Linked DNA regions of Solanum lycopersicum: region 1 is linked to region 2. The links are chromatin contacts, called in public HiChIP or PLAC-seq maps. All regions are on one chromosome and are shown on one strand. Each heading gives the region's core, a stretch centred on a gene start, on an enhancer-like site or on the middle of the called end of the contact. The rest is flanking DNA. Distances are from core to core; before and after follow the strand shown.

Region 1 (2,700 bases), core at 189-2,688, 320 kb after region 2:
ATGTCCCTTAATGATAAATTCTATGATAGACTAATCACTAAATAAAATAATCCTTGAAAAAGGGGGAGGATCAAAGAATCAAAATGATCATAAATAAGAAGATAATGTGCTCTTGGAGAGACTACGACATAAAACTTTATGAAACCTCATGAAAGGGGTAGCTAACTAAAAATAATTAAGAGATGAGATCTGAATGATTTTTGTCGTATTGTGAATCGATATGAAATGATATATCATTGACGACATCTTTGATACGATTGCGCGCAATATTGTAAAAGATAATGAGGATATGAATTCTAGATCTATTAAAACATGCTTGTGTAGAAATAATTATCAAGTGAAAAGTGGAATGATGCATCTTGGTAAGCGTAAATCTTATTTGACTTGCAATCTAGGCACTAGAAGATGTCATACATCTAATATCGAATGTTGTCACTTGACAAAACTAATATGAAAATATCCAATGGGTTCGAAATCTAGCATATACAAGGTTTTGAAAAAGTTGTTTATCATCCTCATAAGGATTAAATAGATTTAAAATGCATAGAGCATATACAAGTATAATTATGCAAGTTGATGACTAGAATTGAAACTCTAGAAGAGTTTTCAAAAGGCAATAGATTATTTCCGTAAAGAAGTTAAAGTAAAAAACTTGCAGAAATCTTTAATCTTGAGGGATGTTTCATAAAAACAGATAGAAGAAAGCATATTTCGTCAAGGTTTTTCTACACTCATGAGCTCCGAAGAAAGGTGATATCAACATGCAACATGTTTGTTCAAGTAATACTATAATTGATATATCTACCAAGTCTCTACCAACTACAACTTTCAAGAAGATGATGCTCAAGATTGGAAAACGAAGATTCAAGTATGTGAATTGATGTTGTCATTAAGGAAGTTAATACGCGATATACTATTTTTTCCTCACAAGATTTTGTCCCACTGGGTTTTCCTTGTAAGGTTTTTAATGAGGCATCCATAATGCGTATTATTGGATATATGTACTCTTTTTCATTCACTAGATTTTTTTCCCACTGGGTTTTATCTAGTAATGTTTTAACGAGACACATAATCTACGACATTCAAGGGGAGTGTTATAAACAATTTGTATTATAGTGAATGTCTAATTATATGGAGTCCTTGTAGGATATAATTAGGAATCCTACCTGGGGACCAAGTAAGGTTTTTCCTATAAATAAAGGATTTTCTTTCATTGTAAATAGGATTTGTGAAAGATTTATAAATCGTGAATATAGTTCAACAGAAATAAAAAATCTTTTCTCTTCTCCCTACTTTCTTCCTCTTCTAATTTATATAGTTTCATGACATTAATAGAGTTATTTTTTGCCTTTTTGGGGCTGGGCTTGACATAATAAACCTTCAAATGAAAAAGAGAATAATAAATAATAAATAAAATGCAGGGGAAATGAAAAAAACCAAACAGGGCCTTATATAGACCGGAGTGAATATAAAAATAAGGTGAGCAGCTAGGTTTTGTTTCTGATAAAGAGAGCGAGCAAGGGAGAGAAGAGCTTAAATTGAGGCGCTTAGTAACTTCTCCCTCTCTCTTTGTTGGCTTGTTGAATCTCCTTCAGGTTCAGTTCCACTCATCATTCATTATGAGCAACGGGAAGGACAACTTCAGTGTTGCCGATCTCAGCGCTGGTAAAACCCCTTATCCCTTTATATACTCTTTTCCATATTTGGCATCAGCCCCCACTTATTTGTTCTTTCTTGTTATATATCTCTAATTAATATCTTTTCTGCAGCTTTGAATGCGGGGGACCGAGCAGACCTTGTCAATGTACTCAAAGTGAGTTGAGTCTTTTTAATACGTCTTTTAAATGTATGAATTTTTGGCTGACGTTGTGGTGCGTTTTATTTGAAGAGTAAACTTCAGGATCTTACTGGGAAACACTCAGATGTACTTGAAAATTTGTCCCCCATTGTCAGGAAGCGTGTTGAGGTTCTCAGGGAGATTCAGGCACGTTCAAAACTTTTATTTTATGCCACTTCACTCTTATTATCCTGTACATTTCTTATCTACCTACAACTCTACTCTATTGGGAATTATTTTACGTATTTCACTTTCAAATTTGTTCTGTACTGCCAGATAGTTGCAAATTAGTTCGTTGCTAATTTGTTCTGTGCCAGATATTTTATGCATCTATGTTATGAACCTGCAACGTTTAAATCAGACATCACCAGAAGTTTGATTTAACCATTTTAAAAATATTGTTTTTCCTATTTTGTGCATAATGAATTTTTTATCTTTCGCACTCCTTGTCGTGGACCTTGTTCAAAATCCTCTGTAATTGAAGAGTTTACTTAAAGAATAGTTCTTCACTCGGTTTTTATACAACACATATTCTCTTTGTGCATGATAAATTAGCTTGAGAATTTGTTTTATTTGAACAAGCATCCATGGAAAATGTTATATCAAGTCAAAGCACCTGACTAATTGGAAGGACTTGGATATCTTAATTAGATTATCGCTATGCTATCTTTCATTGATTAGTTTTGTTTCTGATGTTACACCAAATGTTTGTGTTTTATTCTCTAAATGAAAGAAAAAAGTTTGTTTTTTATTCTTTGACTTAGACTGAAGCACAATTTTGCATTGTACTGTGAAGTGGTTATCCAAGGATAACCTTTGCTGATACTCCGTTCAGATAAAAGTTAAGTCTGTAGTCTTCTCTT
Region 2 (2,700 bases), core at 51-2,550:
AAGATCCTTGGTCATTTCAGCTCAACTTTCCGCCATTTAACAATCAAGATTTAAGTATCCAAGAACTGAAGCAGCCTATACTACTAACCTTTTTCTAAGAAAGTAGGCAATTTTGCTTTCTTGCAACCAAAAAAGAAGAGGTTACCAAAAAAATAAAGCAAAAATTGTTAAACTCATCCTCTCATTACTTTGCTGTTCCAGAAAAACATGTGAAGATAAATGCTCTTTTTTTACTCCTCCATAGGAGCTCCCACTATTTTGCTCTCTCAATAACTTGAGCTCACAATCTCAGGATTGGAGGTGAAAAATAGTTACCATCCAAGCAACCTCTTTTTTATATCTAGAAATGCTATAAACCTTGACAAAATAATTGGTGATACATTCACCCACTTGCACACTTCCTTGCAAGCACGAAATCCTTAGTTCGCCCGCTACCAGACCGGCCGGTGTACTCTAATTGCCAACCCTGAGAGAGGCTATACTCTAAGAGTCAACCGACTCATTATCCCTGGACACAAGGATTAAAAAATAGCGATGTATCAGGGGCTGAGCATACATTCAGCTCAGGAACAAGAAATCGAGCTATTAAGTTAAGCTGCCACTTTCCCCTTTTTAGCCCTTCTTTGTGTTTCCATCCTAAACCCTAATCTCCAATGCAAAATTATACAACTTCAAACCCAAAATATAAATTTAGTAAAGTATAACCTAACCCCTAAACTCTAACTATAGCCCTAAGCTTTATACAAATGGATATAAAGATTCAAGATAAAAAATTTAGATCACCAACAACAGTCTATATATGCAGTAAAACATCCAAACAAAACCTTCAGATTCAAGATGAAGTCCTCAAGTACCCAAAGCAATAAGGAGAAATCAAGAACAGAAGCAGAAAATATACTAATATAATATTTCTTGAAAAATTGAGATCTAAGAACAGATCAGACTCACTTTTTATCAAGATCCCATAAAAAAGAAGCGAACTTTTGTTTCCTATAACCAAAAAAGAGAAAGAGAAAAGCAAAAGGCCAAGATTTTTGCAAAGATAAAGAATAAAGAAATAAAGGGTACTTACTTTCTTGAAGGTGGGGTAAAAGAAGTAGAATTTGAACAAGTTGAAGATTGTTATTGATGATTGATTGAGGTGAAGATTCATATCATAGGACAACAAATGTCAAGATTGACCATGTCCTATGAACCTCCAAAAGACCCTTATTTTCTTCTATTTATAAAAAACAACAAAACAAAGTAGTGATTGATCAAACTCTCTCTTTGGTCCCACCACAAAATTACAGTTTGTGTTTTGTTCAATCTTTTCAATTATGGAACTGTACTTTTCATGGTAAAGGTGACATAAATTTGCCTCTTGCAATTGGCAGTAACATTTCTTTATATTATAAAAGTTGATTAAAGAATCCATCTTTATTGTGTCCCTTTCAATTTTGTGTTTCTTTTTTCAGATTTCAATTTATCTTCAGCTGAGTTAAAGCTTTGTCATTAGGGAAAATTTTCAGAAAATACAATTAAGAACTTGTATTGTAGTAAATGAAAATTCACATAAATATACCCAATTAAGACCTTAATTTACTATACATAAATTTACTATTTTTATATATATCATTTTTTGGCTTATTTTTGTGTTATATTTTTTGAGCGGAAATTTAATCGTCTAATTTTTGAATTCCCACAATTAGGGGAGAGGTGTTTATAATTCGGTTATTGATTAAAATCAAAATTTAATCAATCTAGTTAGTTTTTTAAACAGTTTGATGATGAGAAACTAAGAAGAATCCAAGATAAGGTATTGCGAGGAGAGGCTAAGGAAGCACAAATCGATGAGGAAGGTGTTTTGAGAATCAAGGGAAGGGTATGTGTGCCCCGTGTTGATGATTTGATCAACACTATTCTGACAGAAGCTCATAGTTCAAGGTATTCTATACATCCGGGTGCAACCAAGATGTATCGTGACCTAAAGCAACACTTTTGGTGGAGTAGAATGAAGCGTGATATTGTTGACTTTATTACCAAGTGTCCAAACTGTCAACAAGTAAAGTATGAACACCAAAGGCCCGGAGGAACACTTCAGAGAATGCCCATTCCGGAATGGAAATGGGAGAGGATCGCAATGGACTTCGTGGTTGGTCTTCCCAAGACATTGGGAAAGTTTGATTCTATTTGGGTGATTGTTGATAGGTTAACTAAATCTGCTCATTTCATTCCGGTCAAGGTGACTTACAATGCAGAAAAGTTAGCCAAACTTTACATCTCGGAAGTGGTGCGATTGCATGGGGTTCCACTATCCATCATATCAGATAGAGGTACGCAGTTTACTTCTAAGTTTTGGAAAACATTGCATGCGGAATTGGGTACTAGGTTGGACCTTAGTACTGCGTTCCATCCTCAGACCGATGGTCAGTCTGAGCGAACGATTCAAGTGTTGGAGGATATGCTTCGTGCATGTGTGATAGAGTTTGGTGGCCATTGGGATAGCTTCCTACCCTTAGCGGAGTTTTTATACAATAATAGCTATCACTCAAGCATTGATATGGCTCCATTCGAAGCATTGTATGGTAGGAGATGTAGGTCTCCCATTGGTTGGTTTGATGCATTTGAGGTTAGGCCTTGGGGTACTGACCTTTTGAGGGATTCGATGGAAAAAGTGAAGTCTATTCAAGAAAAGCTTCTAGCGGCGCAAAGTAGACA

The links. HiChIP or PLAC-seq counts read pairs in DNA pulled down with a chosen protein or histone mark.
Region 1: an RNA polymerase II HiChIP or PLAC-seq map of leaf shows a contact between it and region 2, with 6 times the contacts expected there. The contact joins the promoter of LOC101249078 here to the promoter of LOC101248391 in region 2. A contact is called at or near these places in 1 of 8 Hi-C or Micro-C datasets (leaf) and 1 of 1 datasets of contacts at active chromatin or transcription factors (leaf).

The regions. Positions count from the first base shown.
Region 1 is chr5:26,015,093-26,017,792 of SLM_r2.1, forward strand. LOC101249078 (nucleosome assembly protein 1;2) reads left to right here and starts at 1,439. Exons shown (of 13, transcript XM_026031162.2): 1 at 1,439-1,665; 2 at 1,770-1,813; 3 at 1,889-1,984. The coding sequence starts at 1,620.
Region 2 is chr5:25,694,081-25,696,780 of SLM_r2.1, forward strand. LOC101248391 (probable E3 ubiquitin-protein ligase XERICO) reads right to left here and starts at 1,301. Exons shown (of 3, transcript XM_069297987.1): 1 at 1,073-1,301.